2 separate regions of the Mus musculus genome follow, and region 1 is linked to region 2. A link is a contact called in public HiChIP or PLAC-seq data. All regions are on one chromosome and are shown on one strand. Each heading gives the region's core, a stretch centred on a gene start, on an enhancer-like site or on the middle of the called end of the contact. The rest is flanking DNA. Distances are from core to core; before and after follow the strand shown. Region 1 has its middle 34 kb from the start of Gm30568. Region 2 overlaps Ralgps2 (Ral GEF with PH domain and SH3 binding motif 2).

Region 1 (4,183 bases), core at 1,495-3,994, 140 kb after region 2:
TGAGTCTGTGACAGTGGACCCAATGTGACAAGCTGCCTCACTCCCTGGCCACCATGCCTCTCCTGCCAGGATCGATTTGTATCCTCAAACCATGAACCAAAATAAACCCTTCCTTCTTATGTGGCTTTTGTTCTGTATTTTGTCACAGCAACTGAACTAAGCAACTAACCTTCGAATACTGCTACATGGTGGGGCAAACTTTGTAGCACGCACCTTTGCAGAACACAAGCTGGGGCATGCTGGGAGCTCTCCTGGAACTGACTGGGCTGCTAAGGCTGGTGTCACCACCCCTCTTTGCCTTGTATTCACTTCCAAGTGAGGCTCCCTGTGTGGTGACTGCAGGCTGGAGAGATCATGGCATGGGTCCGTGAGTTTTCAATTTAAACTCTCCGACGATTCAACAAAACCTTGAAACTTCAACAAAACCACATTGAAACTTCTCATACACAAAAAATCTCATCTACCTCAACACTTCTCATAGATAAAACAGAGAAGCCAGCATCCCTTTCCTCTTTGAGGATCTCCTGTTAAGTACACAGTTAAACATCCCTGGCATAGCTAGAAGAGCCCTGTTAAATTATTTAAAGCCAGAGCACCCAGGTTTTAACCCCAGCTCTGCCCCTTGGAAAGAGGTAGGCTTTTGAGAAGCCATGTAACGTGTAACCTACTTCTTTTTCTTCTGTGAAATGAAGACCCTAATTTTTGTCTAGTAAATAAATTATTGTGAGCATGAGGGGCAGCCATGAGAGCGAAGGTAGCCCTACAATACCATATAAGCGGGAAGTGTTGCTTCCCCCAGCATCTCTACATTTTTGTATCTGCGTGACATCTATTCATCCATGGTCTAGGGGGACAAAATCGTATGTTTTAGAACGCAAATGACTGATCTACTTGCTTTAATAGTTTACAAGAAGAAAAAAAATTCTTTAAAAATTTTTTTTAATGAAGTGGTGGTCTTCTATAGAGCCTAGGCTGGCCTCAAACTCACTATGTAGCCAATGATCACCCTTCTGCTTCTACCTCCCTTGTGCTAGGACTAACAGCATGAGCCACCACCCTTTCCATAAGGCACTTTTCACACTGACTGTTTTGATGCTATGCTGGCACTGAGTCATGGCTTTGTGCAAGCAAAGCAAGCACTCTCTGAACTGAGCCACATCCCCAGCCTGGCCATAGCCCGGCCCCTCCGAGGCATGTTTTCTTCTCCACTTTAACAGGGAAGAGTGAGCACCTCCTCTACTTTTCCAGACACACTGCACGTGGTGGAAATGCCACTCTGTTCTCTAGGTGGAGCCTGGGGAACTTATTTCCTGTAGTTGTCCTGCTGGTCAACATCTGATGCCATGCTTTACACAGAGAGGAAACAGCCTGAAACTGTGACAACACATTTGCTCCAGTACCTTCTTCTAGGCTCCCTATCTGCAAAGCCAGAAAGCTTCCTAGCGAGGGTCAGTGTGGACAATGCCCTCTGGCTAGGGTTTGCCATAGAAGCTCTACCTCCAGCTCTCAAGGTAACAGCTGCTGAGACTGTGCGGTTGATCTGGAGGGTGGGTTTAGCAAATCCTTGTGCTCTTATGATCCTAACTCAGGGTGGGATATGGAACTGCCAAAAATGGCTTGAGTTGTATCTCCATGTTCCTTGCTGTCTATAAAACAATATAGTGATGATATGGTGTTAAGTCAGAGGCACGATTTTCTAGGTAGGAACTAAACTGGTGGTCTGTGATTTCTGTCAGAAGGATTCCAGGGACATGGGTCAGCAGCTCTTCCCTTGGAGAAGGTGGGCCTCTTGAGGGGCCAAGGACTTGACTGAGCCCTATGGACAGGGTAGGGACAGGGCTCCTAGTGGGGTCAACAACTCTGCACAGCAAGCACACAGGCCGATAGAACTTATCTCAGGGCTTCCTCTTTCTCCACTGGTTCTGGCATTCCCCCATCCCCAGGCCACTTTTTAGTGGACCATTGAGATTCTAGAACTATGCAGCTCATGGTGCTGAGCCTTAGCATCTTGTTTTGACAGTGCAATGAGGAGAAAGAACAAAGGAGGTGGAAAGCAGAGAGCAACAACTCTGGACCTAATGTTCCTGGCAGCTAGGCCCACCTTTGTTGCCAGAGGGGCACTTGGGGCTTTACTGCTTGGCCTCTTCCCACGGCTCAGATCTGTTCCTTGATGTTCCTCTAAAGCGCTGTAATTCCTCTGGCCCAGACATCAAGACTCTGGCCATCTTCCAGGAAGTGGTGTGCAGAAGATGCTTCTCTGCTTCTTGTATGGTCTTCGTGCCTACAGCCCAACCCCTTTAAATCTTAGAGCTCCACACTCAGCCTGGTGCTCCTAGACACCCCCATGGCAGGGCTTGGTCTCCTCCAATGAATGAGCCCCAGTGCAGCATCCTGGGGCTGGATTCACATGCTTTCAAACTGAAGACCAATAACAGGCATAAGATGTGTTTCATGTCCCCGTGTGGCATTTAATTCTGGCCCCTGGCTATGCACCAGCAAGAGGTCAGTGGGTGGGATAATTGAAATCTCATGATGGTTGGTTTTAACTTCCTTCCCCACCACATCTTTTACTAGAGTACTCCCTCCCCCATTTTTTTCTGCTTTCATTTTCCTTATTCAACCTCTGTTTAGAGAACTAATGAGCCATAACAAGAACAAAAGGCTAGCAGTCAGAAGGGTCGGGGCAAACAAGGTTCTACCCCCAACTCTACCCCTTCCCACAGGGCCACAGAAAACCTCGCAAACCTCCACTTTGCTCCAAACTGCAACCTTTGTGAGCCCCCTCCAGGTCGTGGGGCCCACCCACAGGGCAGAATGAAGAACAGCTTTGCCTGTGGGGTGGGAGGGTATGAGGGAGTTGGTTGCTAAGGGAACAAAGAGTTTAAGAATCTGAAAGGTTTTCAGCCCTAGAACTGGCCCCACCGGGCGGCAGCACAGGCATTCAAATACCACAGGTGCAAGATGGACCGAGGCAGCCGGCGTGGTTTTGCATAGGCTAAAGTTAGGCTCTGGCTGGATTGAAAGTGTAGAGGCCACGCTTAGCCGTTTCCTCCACACAGGCAGGCAGAAACTTGCCTTATGCCAGAGCAGGGTGGAGTCTGGATTGGCTTTTGCTTGGGTCACCGGTTCAGCTCCAGAGTATGGCTGTGTGGTAAGGTTGGAGAATAGACACAGCTATTTATTCCCTTCTTCCAACCAAATCTGAACATCGTGGATTTTAAGTGTGGATCTGAGGGTTCACTGAGGCCCCCCTGCTCACTTTGGGGGTGGGGCAGATCTCAATGTATTGCCTAGGCTGACCTTAAATTCATGGCAAGCCTCTTGTAGGGATTATAGGTACAAGTCACCACACTTGGTTTGGCTTACCCAATTACCTTAGTGTTAGGAAGTGATTGCCTTCATTGTTCTACCCTAGGCCTAAGATATCCCCAGGACCCCATTAGTGCCAGCCCAGCCTGGTCATCCCATTACCCGGTATTCTACAGGCTAACCAGCCACACTTCGGACCCTTTCTGGCCTGGTCCAGCTTCTCACCAGCAGGCTTCCTTCCATCCTATTTTCTTCCTTCATCCCACTTTGAGCTCTCTTTCCAGGGAGCTGCTCTACGCTGTGTACTTGCTCCTAGGACTTAATGCAGGTCTCCATTGTGCTATAGATCCCAGAACCTGGAGGAGGAAGCTGCCTCACTGACTGAGGATGTCTGAAGTCTGAAGGGAGAAGAGGTTGGCAGCTGTGTGTGCTGAGAAGGGCTGTGCCTCAGGTCTCTCTGCCCCAGCAGCTCCCATCTCTTTGTGCGTATGGAGTCTTAGTGGCCCCAAAAGTCCAGGCTAATAAACAGGGGTCCTGTTACACTCTATATCTGCATTGCTCTAAAGGTATAGAACTTTCTTCCTCATCCTCTTCTTCTTCCTCCTCCTTCTCTTTATTTCTCCCACACAGAATTCAGGACCCGTGCTATGGAGGAGACCTGGGCACAGATGCCATGTGCCAGCTGCTGCCCAGTTATCAGTGGTTGTTGGGATGGGTGAAATCTTATCCAGAGAAATCTCCATGACTGTATGAGGTGACGAGGGCTAGGGAGAGGTACACAGATATCACTCCAGGGGTCACACCCTGGGCAGCTTTCCCTGACCCACTGAGTAAGAATATACTTTGTTGTTGTTTGTTATTATTGTTGTTGAGG
Region 2 (4,373 bases), core at 563-3,062:
CTAAAATAAATACATTTGAATTAATAGGATTTAGGAACCATTTACAGAATCAGTATGGCAATAAAGAGCACGAAACTTCCTTCTAGCTCACACTATCTCACCATACAGGCCACTGCTAGGATGAGGCTGATACTTGCTTGCTATCTAAAGGAACAGCTTGTGCTGGGTACGATGAGCCACACCTGTTACCTGGACCCTAGGAGGCAAAGGTCAGAGATCACAAGCCCAAGAGCAGCCTAAGCTACACAGAAAGTTCTAGGTTAGCCTGGGCTACACAGTGAGACCCAATCTTAAACAAGTAAGTATTTTTAAACCCAGCTTTAAGCTGGGCGTGGTGGCGCACGCCTTTAATCCCAGCACTCGGTAGGCGGAGGCAGGTGGATTTCTGAGTTCGAGGCCAGCCTGGTCTACAAAGTGAGTTCCAGGACAGCCAGGGCTACACAGAAAAACCCTGTCTCGAAAAACCAAAAAAACAAAACAAACAAACAAAAAAAAAACCCAGCTTTATAATGCATTATGCATTAATACAATTCAATCTTGTTTCCTTTACCTGCTTTCAACTTTACTCCTGGTGTAGAAGGGGGTAGTGTTGAAACAGCACCTTGCTCTGCAAACCAGACTGGTCTAGAACTTACTAGAGCCTAAGGTGATCTAATATTTTCTGGCAATAGTACTCATTTTGTAATAAAATGTTTTCAAGTGATTTCCTACACTGTGACATAGAACAAGAATCCATAAATCTAGAGAGCCCCCTAGTGTTAAGAAAAAGATTTTTATTTAATTGTAAAAAAGATTATATCTTTACCCTACATGTTAGATATATAAATTTTATTACTATTTACTGAATAGAGGTAATACAGACTAAAAATAAGCATCAATACACTTGAATAAGGTTTTTTTTTTTTTGCTTGCTTTCAATCTGTGTGTGTGTGTGTGTTTTAAACTAACCATAGAACTTAGACTGATGCCGGGCGTGGTGGCGCATGCCTTTAATCCCAGCACTTGGGAGGCAGAGGCAGGCAGATGTCTGAGTTTGAGGCCAGGCTGGTCTACAGAGTGAGTTCCAGGACAGCCAGGGCTACACAGAGAAACCCTGTCTCGGGAAAAAAAAAAAAAAATTAGAACTTAGACTGGCCACAAATCCACAGTAACCCTGTTGCCTGTTTTTGTCTATTTTGTCAGACAAAATATTTCATGAGTTATATTAAAATCCATTATGTGGGAAACTGAAAAAAAATGCATCTCAAGACAAATTAAATGAAACAAATATATATTGTAGTTTATTTCATTTTCCTAGGAATATAAAGTGGCACTCTCATTCATGACTACAAATATCATAATAACTATTTTCTTAGTTAAGTTCGCTAATTCAACTTACTCTCTTTTCTACTTCTGAAGACATTTATTTGGCTGTCTTCTGGTTTCTTTCAAACAAGCAATATCAGCCCTTAGACAGAAAACCTTGAAATATGCAGCATTAGACTCTTGCTTTGGTCCATTAAACTGCACCCAATCAACCATTTAGCCTCCAAAATGACCATCTTTTCATGGGTTCTTCCAATACCAAACAAAGTATTTTTCTTTTTCCCTTTAATAAACAAACAAGGGATAAAAGCTGACAAAAAAAGTTCCCTGTTGATTGATCTGAGTGCATAGCTGCATATTTTTGCCTCTGATGTAACGAAACTTTATTTCCTTTAGCACCTGAGTCTATGTATGCACTCTTCTCTGTGTTGAAGTCTATACTGTAATGCTTCCACTAGGGAACACAGAGACTTGCTGCCAGCGTCACAGGTCATTGCTGAGTTTCCCAGATACCACTATGCTGTTACTTCTTGACTCATCAAGTCATGCTTCAGTTGCTCTGACTAGGGAAGCCTCTAGGCTTCAATCTAACAACAAGGTTTCAGTTTCTGTTGCCTCTCCATCTTCACTCCAGCTGCAGTTACACAGTTTATTCTAGTTTGAAGTTTATAGAGAAAACTTTCAGTTTGTACTGTTGGCTTTTATTCTTCAACACCAGTAACTGTCAGCCTCACTCTGCTGCATGTATTTAATAATAAATGTATACTATTCAGTAGCCAACTGAAATGTTGAGTATCTATGAATTGGACCACTTTGGGTACAGGACTACATGATTATCCATGCTATTTATAGATCACAAAAGTTCAATTTATTATGATAGAAATTTCAAAAGAATGGGTTCTGCTAAATATCTGGGTTACAAAAGGTTCCTTGCCTAACATCTCCCACAAAGTGGCATTTTCACACTGTTTATTTTATCTTCTTTTAGCTCCTTGATGTTAAAGAATAACATTTTTAAAAGAAAATTAAAGCATTATCCTTCCTCTTTGCATTCATACACATATAATATATTTCATCTAATCATCTACTTACTACATACCTGTTGAAAGAATGAGTGGATGCCTGAACAAAGCAACCATGCACAGGGCAGGATTATAAAGCCAGACAAGCGGTAAAAACATTGGAAATGGTATTTAAATATTACATACAAGCCCACAAAGCGACAGGTTAAGATTCGGTCATTTGACCATTTCTAGTAACATAGTTGACAAAATAATCTAAAAGCATGCTGTGCTTCATGAGAAACGTAGAAAGAGTCTGAATTTTAATTCCCAGCTGAAGAGAAAAGACAAGACCGCTAAAAAATAAAAACAGAACCAAGGCCTCACCCTCACCTTCTACACCCTCACCTTCTACACCCTCACCTTCTACACCCTCACCCTCACCTTCTACACCCTCACCTTCTACACCCTCACCTTCTACACCCTCACCTTCTACACCCTCACCTTCTACACCCTCACCTTCTACACCCTCACCTTCTACACCCTCACCTTCTACACCCTCACCCTCACCTTCTACACCCTCACCTTCTACACCCTCACCTTCCAGCCCCACCCCACCCATCTCATCTGAAGCAGAGCTAGGGAGGTCAGAGCCTGGCCCATCGGTGGCAAGATGCTGGGGAGGAAAATGTGTCTTGGCCAGGAAGATCTATAAACTTAACTGTGTTGGCCTGGGCTTAATGTGAGGTCAGAAGACAGAATCTATTCCAGGCATATACATTACCATCATGGCCCAAGACCCTCAACATAAGAAATCCACATTAAAATATGTTCACATGGCCAGGCATATCTGTGACTTTGAGGTCACCCTGGTCTACATAGAGAGCTCTAGGCCAGCAAGACTACATGGTAAGACACTGCCTTAAAAATAAAGTTCACAACAACTGTAGTTCTTCAACAGACAGTGGAAACAAATCTGAGCATGGACTCCATACTATATACCAGTCAAACAAAGCCTCACTGGCAGACCCGACACAGGAGCATCGGCAACTCTGTGAGCACACAACCTACTGTAAACCGCAGGGAGCAACAGTGACTGCTCACCTCTCACCAAAACTACCAGATAGACCCTACAGAGCAGAACGGACTAAAATCAGTGGCTTTCAACGAAGGAAGGCATAAAGAGAAATAGAGTTTAAAACAAAATTAATATTCACTACAGAAGCACCATAGCAAACTCTACTCAAGAGGGAATTCATGGTAAACAAACAGGAAAACAACACACAAAGCACTGTCCAGATGGAGACACCATGTAAGAAGTAAAAATCAGGGTAAACCCTACACGCCCTGAGAGCAGATCCAAAAGAGATGATGAAACAAGGCAAGTGCTCAAGACCCAGGCTGAAGTTTCCAGAACTCAGAAGATGGGAGGGACTCATACTCTGGGCCACCCTTAAGCAGGACAAACAAAAAGAACTGCATTCTTCGTGTACTACTTTAAACCAACAAGTAATTCTTTTAAAAGTGATTTAAAAGGCAAAATACTTCTAACAACAATAAAACCCTGAAGATTTCTCATCACCGGCAATCAGAAAGTAAGGGCTTCAAAGTACCCAGAGAAAACAGCCATCAACTTAGAAACCTAGCCCAGCTAAGGAGCTGGCTCAGCAGTTAGGAGCCCACGCTGCTCTTGCAGAGAGGACTGGTGCCCAGCACCCTCCATGAACAGCGCCCATACCTCCACCTACAGCTGCCACGGTCCATCATCTGCACTCACACACACATACCACTCCCCACTACACACACACATGCACACACAACTACAAACAAACATTTTTGAAGAGAGAGAACGGGGTTGGGGGTCACTGGCAAGAGCGCAGTGGTAGAGCTCTTGCCTTGAGTTTTGTTCTCAGCTGGGGCAGGGGTAGGGGTGGGGGACCACAAAAAAACATTTTCAAGGGATTGGTGCACCACAAAATACTTCAGAGAGTAAAAACACATGAAAAACTATTTCCTGTTTAAGTTTACACCAACTGGAAGAAAACTTCAGAGAAGAAATAATTATTT

What was found. HiChIP or PLAC-seq counts read pairs in DNA pulled down with a chosen protein or histone mark.
Region 1: an H3K27ac HiChIP or PLAC-seq map of the HPC-7 cell line shows a contact between it and region 2, with 6 times the contacts expected there. The contact joins two enhancer-like sites. A contact is called at or near these places in 9 of 484 Hi-C or Micro-C datasets (B cells, the HPC-7 cell line, arterial endothelial cells and 5 more) and 7 of 115 datasets of contacts at active chromatin or transcription factors (the 230-238 cell line, the HPC-7 cell line, embryonic basal ganglia and 4 more).

What each region holds. Positions count from the first base shown.
Region 1 is chr1:157,045,732-157,049,914 of GRCm38.p6, forward strand. No RefSeq gene overlaps it. Among named protein-coding and RNA genes, the nearest start is that of Gm30568, 34 kb to the right of the region's middle. Within about 2 kb of position 2,745, at least 100 of the 459 cell types and tissues checked have an H3K27ac peak or open chromatin away from gene starts, as enhancers often do. A contact at or near this core is called in the 230-238 cell line, B cells and the HPC-7 cell line, where this site is marked.
Region 2 is chr1:156,909,324-156,913,696 of GRCm38.p6, forward strand. All of the region lies in intron 1 of Ralgps2 (Ral GEF with PH domain and SH3 binding motif 2), which reads right to left. Among named protein-coding and RNA genes, the nearest start is that of 4930439D14Rik, 27 kb to the right of the region's middle. Within about 2 kb of position 1,813, at least 29 of the 459 cell types and tissues checked have an H3K27ac peak or open chromatin away from gene starts, as enhancers often do. A contact at or near this core is called in the 230-238 cell line, B cells and the HPC-7 cell line, where this site is marked.